Regions from separate parts of the Zea mays genome. Here region 1 is linked to region 2. The links are chromatin contacts, called in public Hi-C maps. All regions are on one chromosome and are shown on one strand. Each heading gives the region's core, a stretch centred on a gene start, on an enhancer-like site or on the middle of the called end of the contact. The rest is flanking DNA. Distances are from core to core; before and after follow the strand shown. Region 1 holds the start of LOC103626484 (protein argonaute 1D). Region 2 holds the start of LOC103626482 (callose synthase 3).

Evidence for each region. A called contact is a pair of places that touch in the nucleus more often than the background predicts.
Region 1: a contact with region 2 is called in a Hi-C map of ear, with 3 times the contacts expected there. The contact joins the promoter of LOC103626484 here to the promoter of LOC103626482 in region 2. A contact is called at or near these places in 8 of 25 Hi-C or Micro-C datasets (bundle sheath, ear, leaf and 2 more) and 1 of 3 datasets of contacts at active chromatin or transcription factors (leaf).

Annotation. Positions count from the first base shown.
Region 1 is chr5:66,703,286-66,708,573 of Zm-B73-REFERENCE-NAM-5.0, forward strand. LOC103626484 (protein argonaute 1D) reads left to right here and starts at 1,762. Exons shown (of 21, transcript XM_020538404.2): 1 at 1,762-2,077; 2 at 2,169-2,696; 3 at 2,770-2,978; 4 at 3,097-3,246; 5 at 3,355-3,488; 6 at 3,585-3,697; 7 at 3,767-3,873; 8 at 3,991-4,129; 9 at 4,244-4,552; 10 at 4,791-4,862; 11 at 4,997-5,119; 12 at 5,212-5,288. The coding sequence starts at 2,202.
Region 2 is chr5:66,278,894-66,284,143 of Zm-B73-REFERENCE-NAM-5.0, forward strand. It overlaps LOC103626482 (callose synthase 3), which reads right to left and starts at 2,429. Exons shown (of 41, transcript XM_008646894.3): 1 at 1,840-2,429; 2 at 1,667-1,767; 3 at 1,378-1,502; 4 at 1,206-1,299; 5 at 966-1,076; 6 at 738-869; 7 at 526-618; 8 at 313-404; 9 at 1-102. The coding sequence starts at 2,065.

The sequences.
Region 1 (5,288 bases), core at 512-3,011, 420 kb after region 2:
CATAAATAACTCTAACAATTTCGACTACTGCAGTTACAACTATAGAGACAAAACAGTGTAGTCAGCGGTACGAATTAAAACCACGGCCTCCGGCCATCTGCTAGCATGTGAGGTCTCAGTCACCCCTCTCTCTGCCTCCTCGAAGAACATACTGGCCCTCTCTCACAAAATGAATAGAGACAAAAAAAAGAAGAAGTAGGGCCATAGTCTTCTTAAACTGCAACCAACAACAACTTGTAAAGAATCTGTTGTCTGAAAACGTGTAGTACGGGTCATGCAAGTCCATCCCATGCGAAATGGATAAAGTGAAGCCTGCTCCAGCTCCTCAGTACTATTATTCACCTGCCTGTCACCACCACATGGCTGATGTTCTCGCACACCACAGCCCCGTGACTTGGGAGCCACTCGATCTCTAGTCTCTACTGCGTGTACGTGCTGTGCTCAATGCCTCAATCTCCCATCAGTTTTTGACTGCGTTTTTCTCTTGCAAGTTTGCATTTTCACCAGCACCCTTCAGGCCGTCAGCTACTACTGCATTCACTCAAGACTTCGTAGAGGCAGGGAGATCCAATGGAGTGAAGGAGATGGATAGTAGCCATTCATGTCGTGGATCTTCCTTGATGCATTCATGAGTTCCCCTTCCTTCCTGCGTGGCTGCTGCATGCACCTTCCATTCTCTTAAATGCTGCCCGAGAGGTACTCCCTCTAATAACAATAATAATGTACTGATGACTGCTGCTTCTGATGTACAATATCCTAGACAGGTGGTGATTGATGTAGGCCCCGTTTGCTGCAGCTTAGTTTCAGGTTCTGGCTGTCAAAAGTTATTGCGGATTGCCAAACATCCATCTATTTATTCCGTTTGGTTCAAATATTTGTAACGTAATGGGTAAGTGATAACGTTAAATTATGTTTGTTTTAGTATAACCGTAATCAGATATCATACTAAAAATTGATACCGGACTATTCAAACTTGTTACCGTCCGTAATCGAGGGTAAACCGTTACCATTACCCTTTACGTTACATTTCGTGAATCAAACAGCACCCTAGTGTAACCTGATTCCGATCGTGGGGACCAAAAACATGGGGTACTCTCTGTTGTCAGCGTGCGGACCGTCCGCGACTCGCATCTCTGCAGGGCGGCAAACCGTTCGCTCGGAGGCATTCAAACCGTTCGTGTGTGAAGAGGCTGCAACAATCTCCTACGGAACCTTGATCCCGCTCCCCAGAGGAACCCCGTCAGGGAGGAAATATCATAGATTCATAGTGTTGTCTTGGGATCGGCAGATCACCTAAGACGTCTCTAAACGATGTCGAGCTGAAGAGATCTGAAGACTGGAGATGAAAAAAACTAAATTACTGCTACTCCTAAGGCAAGAATATAAAGAACATAGTAATTAAACATAGTCATCTACTGAGTAAATCCATACTTTCTACTTCATCTATTCTTTTTTTATTTATCATGGTTTAGTTTAAAAATGAAATAGCAACTGATAAATATTCGAGAATGAATGTAGTATTTTTTATGGCCTTGCTCACACAGTCCCAAGCCCCCTCCCCCTATCTTCCGTGAACCCGCCGAATCCTCCGGTCAGAGTTGCATTGTCATTCACCATTTGTTTGCCACATGCAGGCGACAGAGCGCACCTGCTATTGCTTCTGTCAAGTAAAAAGATTTTTCACATTTTGGTTTGAACGAAATGAACTACAACACCTGTTCTTTTTTCCCTATATCCCCAAGGCAAATAGTAGATATTTTTTGACACATCAATCAATAGCACATCATTACTCTACTATACCCAAGTGAGTGAAGGCATTTCTGCACTATTGCAAAAAGGTACCACCATGTATATTACTCAACCAAAAAAAAAGGTAAATGAACACTTGAAAAATATATACCCAGAGTTAACTGCAGAGTATTATATAGTATCTCCTGAGCAACCAACGCAATAGTCATCCAACCAACCCCAAGTGCACTCACATTTATTCTGCTGCGCCCCGACCCACTGAAAGAAAGAAAGAAAGAAAGAAAGAAAGAAAGAAAGAACAGGCTCCCCTAGCTCCGCCTGCCCAAGGGTGATCACAAGCGGCCTTCTGCTTCCTCTGTTCTTCCTCCGTCTTCTCCTCTCGTCAAATTCTAAAAACTGGACTTTTCCTCTCTTGGCAGCGCATTGAGTTTGTCAGTTTCACTGCCCACGGCATGGGATCTTGGAGACAAAAACTGCCTGGGTTAGGCGAGGGCTCAGGCTCAGGCTCACAGGCTGCTGAGGCCGGCGGTGGTGGGAGAGGTTTCCGTGGCCGTGGTGGCTTCTACCATCAACAGCAGTCCCCACAAGGTGGTCGTGGTCGTGGAACTGGCTACTACAGTGGTGGTGGTGGTGGTAGAGGTGGACGTGGGGCAGTCCCGTCCGCCATAGCTCCCGAGCTGCGCCAAGCAATGCAAACTTCAAATGAACCTGATAACATCCCAGCGCCAGAGGCAGGCTCCCAGTCCCAGGATGCGCCGTCACCAAGCGAAGAGGCTGTGGATCAGCTGAAAGGCTTGTCTGTACAGGACATTGTGCAGGCGTTTCCAGTGTCGAGCAAGTTCCCTCACCGCCCAGGAAATGGAAGCGTTGGCACCAGGTGTTTGGTGAAGGCAAATCACTTCTTTGCTGAATTATTACCTGCCAAGAAGGATCTTCATCAGTATGATGTATGTTGTTCTATCAATATCCCTTTCAACGTTTTCTCTTGAATCTACCTAAATGTTTTTTTTACTCTGACAGGTTTCAGTTACCCCGGAAGTGACATCGCGAATTGTGAACCGTTCTGTCATGGAGGAGCTGGTGAGGCTGCACAAGCTGTCATATTTGGGAGGTCGGCTTCCAGCCTATGATGGTAGAAAGAGCCTGTACACGGCTGGACCCCTGCCATTCACTTCGAAAGAATTTCACATCACTCTACTCGAGGAAGACGATGGTTCTGGAGTAGAGAGGTATCTATACTATACTTTATTTCTGTTTGACATATTCCTGTTGTCGTTTTTGTGAAGAATTTCACACACAAAAAAATGGGTTTAGCATGTTCCTGTTTGACATTTCCTGTATGTCTAGGCGTAAGAAGACATACAAGGTAGTGATTAAATTTGCCGCAAGGGCTGACCTCCGGCGTCTGGAGCAGTTTTTAGCTGGAAGGCAGGCAGAGGCTCCTCAAGAAGCCTTGCAAGTTCTTGATATTGTTCTGCGGGAGCTGCCGACAACAAGGTAATTAAATTAGACTCTCTCTCTCTCTCTCTCTCTCTCTAGGTTTCAGGATGATACATGCACTGATGATTTGGCTCTCTCTCTCTCTCTCTTGTTTTTTTTTAAAAGATATGCACCGTTTGGGCGATCGTTTTTCTCTCCTGACCTGGGGAGGAGGCGTTCCCTTGGTGAGGGAATAGAAAGCTGGCGTGGGTTTTACCAGAGCATTCGCCCTACTCAAATGGGCTTGTCATTGAATATTGGTAAAACTCTGTCTGTCTGTCTGTCTCTCTCTCTCATCAGATACATACATACATACAAGATTACTGAATGCTTCTAACCTTTTCTTGTCTTTTCAGATATGTCTGCAACTGCTTTCTTTGAGCCATTACCTGTCATAGATTTTGTTGCACAGCTTTTAAACACCGACGACATCTACTCGAGGCCCCTCTTAGACGCTGAACGTGTCAAGGTACGCTAGCAGATATTTGTAACGTCACTTTACTCAATATTTTTTTTGATTAATTTACTCGATTTTCAGATAAAGAAGGCCTTAAGAGGCGTGAAGGTGGAAGTTACGCACCGTGGTAACATGCGACGCAAGTATCGAATAGCTGGTTTAACATCTCAGGAAACTCGGGAGCTAACGTATGGCAAAAAAAAATCCATGTTTCTTCATGAACTCCTGCATTTACACTTTCCCTCTCTGGATCATTTGTTCAGAGAAAAAATTTCCTAAAAGAATGTTGATGCCATTTGCCACAGTTTTCCTGTTGATCAAGGTGGCACAGTGAAGTCAGTTGTACAGTATTTTCAAGAGACCTATGGCTTTGCCATCCAGCACACCTACCTGCCCTGTCTGCAGGTTGGCAACCAGCAGCACCCAAATTACCTTCCAATGGAGGTAAGCTTAGTCGCTGCAGCCGCTCCTCTCGCTCTTTTCTAGCAAAGCTCTACACTATGACTTATCCCTGTCTAATCTTATTTGCTAGCAAAACCTAATGTGTTTACTACTCAGGTCTGCAAGATAGTGGAGGGACAGAGGTACTCTAAGAGATTAAACCAGAGTCAGATAAGAGCTCTTTTAGAGGAGACATGCCAACGCCCACATGATCGTGAGCGCGACATTATTCAGGTAATATATTTGGGTTCTCCTTTCTTTTGTGACTTCATTATGCTTATGCAAATGCCAACCTTTTTTTTTTGTGTGTGCCCGCAGATGATGAATCATAACTCTTACCATGAGGATCCTTATGCTAAAGAGTTTGGCATTAAGATCAGCGAGCGTTTGGCTTCGATTGAGGCACGGATTTTACCTGCTCCTCGGGTAGGCGCTGAAACCCACTCATATGTGTTCTTTTAGCAAAAAACAGTGGGGGAAGCCTTATTGCAGCAGTGGAATTTTGAAATATTTTTTTTATTGTTCGTATCACCCTTTTTTTGTCATAATTAATGTACTCCTGTTTTAAAAAAAACTGAGTCAAACTCTTTGTGGGTGTGATAAACTAAAACCAGTCATATGTTTCTTTTGCAACATTTCATATTTTTGTTTACGATGGATGCAGCTCAAATATAATGAAACCGGCAGAGAGAAGGACTGTTTGCCTAGAGTTGGGCAGTGGAATATGATGAACAAGGTAGGGTACTAAACTAAACATTTACTGAATAGTATTTGGTAAAAAAAAGTAATCGTTATAACCAAATAGCTAAACATGTTGACTATATCAAGATTTACCACTTATTACTTGTGTTTTGCTTTTTTGTTATCTAGAAAATGGTAAACGGTGGCAGAGTGAGGAGCTGGACCTGTGTGAATTTTGCTCGGAATGTGCAAGAGAATGTTGCTATTGGATTCTGCCGTGAACTTGCTCGGATGTGCCAGGCCTCGGGAATGGCAAGTATCCATCCATCCCCCTAAATAAATCAATTTTGCTGCTACTGGTTTACATAAGTAGTAACAGCTAGCAATTTTGGTTTTACACATAGGACTTCGCGCTGGAGCCTATCCTTCCGCCTATATACGCGCATCCTGATAAAGTGGAGAGAGCTCTGAAAGCCAGGTT
Region 2 (5,250 bases), core at 1,179-3,678:
TCTGGCATGAATCTCAAGTTGGCCGCCTCACCCCAAATCAGCAGGTAGAGACCCATATAAAGAAGCTTACGCTGCTGCACTTCCTGCTGGATGGTTGGCAACCTAGAGATCAATTCGACAAAATGTTTAGACTTTAGAGAAGCAGTAACTTAACCAAGAGATGCACTTTATGTCCTTTCAAGTGTAGTAGCTCTAAGGCTGAAATGCCATGAATGGCAACCAACTAAACGAAACAGAGGAGTGTAAGCACAGGCTCTAGGAAATCAGTCCAAGTGACTCATACACATTTCATAATGGATCCTCTGTACCTACCATAAACTGCTTTTGCGGCCGAGGTACTTGCACCACTTCTTATAATTCTTAAATAGCTTCTTCATTACATCATCCAGAGCTTTGTCATCCAACTAAAAAACATAGCACCAGCATACCATCAATATGCAAATTGGGCAGGTCCAAAAAAGAAAGGCCATCTGGTTCCTCTAGAAGATTCAAACACACATAGAGAGAGGGCGGGGGGATTTGTACCTTCGGTTGTTGGTCAGCCTTGGGTATTTTCCTTATATGAACATTTGCAAGCAACAGTATCAAATGTTCCCTTTGGTTGGACACATTGTCTTTCTGAAAAGGAACTTTAAGTTAGCTGAACGTATATTCTAACTTCTAAGTGTTGTACTTTTAAGGTTAAAGCAAGCTACAAAACAGAGAATGCGGGGATCAAATAGGTTTGACACAATTACCTGAAACCCAAACATAGCCTGAAGCCAATCAAGAAGGTCTTTGCCAGTATTCTTCTCTTCAGGCTTCTTGTCTTGGTCCTTTGGCCATGGCAGACCTCTAGTATTGCGAAGAGCATAAACAGCAGCTTGAATCTACATAATTATGAGGAACAAGACACTATTAATGGTTTGCTTGTAGAAGGTGTAGTTTGGCGGCGCTGTTAATGAGAGAAGATGAAAGACGAGAACCTCTGGATATCGCATAATGGCTTCGCCAGTACTTTCAGGATCGAGCGGGAGAATGTTATAAGGTAGAAACAGCTTTTTCTTTTCTTCGACCTTGATGTGTGTATCCAAAATCTGTGCAGCAGCAACACACAAAGAGGGCTCGCAGTTATGGTCGATAAAAAGAGGTGCAAGACAAGGTGTAGCAGTGTCAAGAAAGAAAACAGAAACCCCCAGCATAGGAGCAAGAGATGGATGGCATACCGCTTGATCGACTTCAACGGACTGGGAATCATTAACAGCCCTCAAAACCTCAAACAAGATAGCAGCCGTTTGGTATGCCTTAGTGAGGCGCGCACTGCGAGGCATTGATAGAGTGAAGGGAGGACCAACAAGCGAGCGAGCAGCACGACGAAAAGCAAGAGAAATGGCTCACCGGTCATCCTTATTAACGACAGTTTGCAGTGCCTGGATGTACTTCCTGTAGTATTCGCGGTAGAAGCGTTGCATCTCACTAGCATCGCTCTTGTGGACCCTTCCCTTCAGTGTGGGGTCATTTTCCTGGAGAAGCCAAAAGGTAAGCCTTTGTGCGCTTGGTTAGCGGGCGCAGACGCGCAGTGGCAGCTGCATTGCAGCAGTGCGTGGTGAATGAAATGAATGGAATGATGGTGAAGAATTTTTTAAGGGGAGAGAGAGAGAGTTGGGTTGTGCTAGTACGGACGGACCCTCTCAAGCCTCTGCAGAAGTGCGGTCTTAAACTGACGAACACCACGGCCACTGGAAGTCGGGTCGAGGCGGTGAGCCTTCTCGAAAGCGTAGAAGCGACCTGGAGAGGAATGGCATCGGATCGGGGACGGCGAACGATTGGTAGAAAGTAACAGGCAGCGCTACAACTTACAGAGGTAGGCGACGCGCGGGTTTTCAACCTCGACCTCGTTGGCGACGCGGAGGATGGGCGCGATCTCGACGAGCGAGGACGGCACGACCTCGCTGTCGAAGATGGACTCGCCGAGGTTGGCGACGGTCTGCGTGCGCAGGAGGCGCCTGCCGGTGGAGGGGGCGGCAGGGGACGGAGAGGGCGAGGACGAGGACACGTCCGCCGTCCTCCGCCCCGGAGCCGCCATTCCCGTCACCTCACTCGCTCTGCAGCGCTAGGCGCTAGCACGAAATGGAGTCGAATCAAATCGAGTCGAGTCTCCCACTCCCCACCCCAGCACGGGAATGCTCGACTAGATGGAGATGAAACCCTAGATGAGAGAGAACACGCGGCGGCGGCGGCGGCGGCCGGGAGGGGAGGGGAGGGGAGGGGAGGGGGAGAGCAGCAGCAGCAGTCCAGTAGTGTAGAAGCAGGAGGTGGTGGTGGGGAAGGAATGGGATGATGAACGCTATAGCAGTAACGGACGGAAAGGTTTTGCTAGGCTTTGTTACCCTTTTAGTTTGGGACCCTAGTTGAGGCCTGAGGTCCGTGGGATTCTACGGTTTTGCCACAAGATTTTACTCTGTAGAGTGGCTTGTGCAGCACGAGGACAGAGAACCACGTACACTGCACATGGGCCCAAACGCAACAGAAAAGCAGGCTCGTCGTTTTGCGGTCAGCACTCGCACGGGTCCATTTCTTTTTCAAACTCCGTATATCAGAAATTTACGCAAGCATTTATCGCGTGGTCTGCCTGCTGACCGGTGAGAATAACAGGCACAATCGACACACGGCACGGCCTGACTGGTGGCGAATCGGCCCAACAAGGCCTCATCCATAGGTTTCAGGCCGACGAAAAGCCAGCGCCCATCCCTGACCATTGGAGACTTGAAGTCAAGAAATGATGGAGAAGGTGATTAGGAAGTGTTTGGTTGGGTGTATTTAGAGCAACTCCTACACAAGTTTTATTTTAATAAAATTCATCTAAACATTTTAGGGCCTAACCTCAAAGGTAGCATATTTGGGACTCGGAAACTGACGGCCCTATACAATATGCGCTCATCCTAACCTCCAGAAAAAATTCACGAAGCCCAAGGCCTCGATGGTGGCCATGGCTGACAAGGACAGGGTTGTCGGGTCGGGCGGCGCGATTCGTGGCCTGCCCGTGGCGGCAGCGAGCGGCTCCATTGTGTGCGCCCGTGAGCCACGACCGTGAGTGCGCGTTCGGTCGCCTCGTGCATGGCCTTGCTGCCTCGCGCACAACCTCGAGAGAATCGGACAGAAAAAATTGTGTGTTCTTGGGCTAGACCAACTATAATGACAGCCACCAACGGGGATAAATGACTTGGCGATCCAAGTCGGAGACAGCTCCGAGACGCCATCGCTCGTCTCATCACCTGACCTGGCTTGCTCACTTGCTGCAAATGGTGAGGGTGTCAGCAACCTGATGGCGTCCAAGTATGGCGGGAAGGAGAATGCTGAGGATGATGGGCCGTCCAGGCCAGGACCTCGAAGGAGCAGGAGAACGCCGAAGCCCAACAGTCGTTTCGCTGGCCCAGAGTGGCAGCCGTGACCTGCACAGAAATATATATATGCCTGTAAATAAGATAGGCATTGTATCGAAGAGGAGAGAACTCTGTTCCCGGCTGCGTCCGGTGGCTGGCGCTGCGTCGCCGTGTAAGAACCGCAGACATTGGTAAACCCCAAAGTTCTTCGAGAGAGGACCTTGAGCACCGGGAGCGGTGCTCAGCCATCGAAATCCCGCTGGTGCTTACATTTGGTATTCGGAGCTAAGCTGGAGCCCACGCACGAGTACGCGACACGATTCCAGGCAAGAGGTGGAGGTATGGCGCCGCCGCGGAATGAAGATCCGATGGCGCAGCTGCTTGCCAAGATCGAGGAGGGCAACAAGGAGACACATCAGCGCATGGAGACGATCCAGTCGTCCATGGCGAGCGTGGAGGCAACAGTGAAAGGGATGATGAAGGAACAAGGTGAATTTCGCAAGTGGCGGCCGGAAGTGGAGGCAAAGGTGGCGGAGGTGGCAGAGGCCTTGAAGACAATTCAATCTAAGGTGGATCAATTCGGTCCACAGCCGCTGGAGAGCGATCCTTCTGGCGTGAGCAAAGCGAAGGGAACTGCGTCGACCACCGCCCAACTGGGGGTTCCACAGATCGACGCGACGCAAGGGCAAAATCGCCACCGCTTCACTGAAAATCACCGGAGATCGGGTGTTGGGATGGAAACCATCCACACACCCCCTCCGGTCGGAGGTATGCACCCTCCTCCTGAACGTACACCAATGTTTATGGATTGGGGTTCAATGGGAAGGGATTCCAGCGCAAATTGGTCTCATCTGTCGGGATCGGGTATGCCCCACATGAGTTTTCCTGTTTTTGAGGGATCAAACCCTAAATTATGGAAGCACAGATGCGAAACTTACTTTGAGTTCTATGGGGTCCCAGTAGAACGGTGGGTGAGAATGGCTACCATGCATTTTGGGGGTGCGGCTGTGTACTGGGTTGAAGCAATGGAGTCAAGAATTAGAGAGATGAATTGGGAGGAATTGGGACCAGCCCTGAACACTCGATTTGGTAGAGACCAGCACAACATGCTCATTAGACATTTTTATCATGTGCACCAAGTGGGCTCAGTAGCTGATTATATAGAAAATTTTGATCAACTTATGCATCAGTTATTAGCTCATGAAAACAACTTGACTTCGACTATGATTACTGCTAGATTTATAGATGGGTTAAAGGATGAGATTAAAAATGCTGTGATTATTCAACGCCCACCCGAATTGGATACTGCTTGTTCTCTTGCACTATTGCAGGAAGACGTGCTGTTGCACGCCGGGCGCCGGGACACCAGAAGATCAGAGTTCAGTTATCCTTCTCCACTGTCCTCTAGGCCAAGCCCCTTACCTCTACCATTACCCCCTGTTATCAGAAGTGGTGTAACTGCTGAAGAACGTAGAAGTCCAAGACCGAACCTGAACAAGGGAGATGACAGCAAGTTGACAGCCCTCAAATCCTATCGGAGAGCTAAGGGACTCTGCTTCAAATGTGGTGAAAGGTGGGGTCATTCGCATCGCTGTTCCACAAGTGTACCATTACATCTGGTTGAAGAAATGTGGGAGATGGCAGCTGAGGGGGAAGAGAAGGTGGATGCAGCTATTGGTAGTGATCAGGAAGTGGCTGAAGAAAATGTGCAGGCCATCTCGATTGATGCAGTAAGTGGTGGGGAAGGCAACAAAACCATTCGTTTATGGGCGTCAGTGCACTGTCAGCAGGTTTTAGTGCTGGTAGATTCGGGCAGCTCAGCCAGCTTTTTAGGCAGCCACCTAATGGGAGTCATGCCTGGTGTTCAACTGTTGGATAAGCCAGTTCG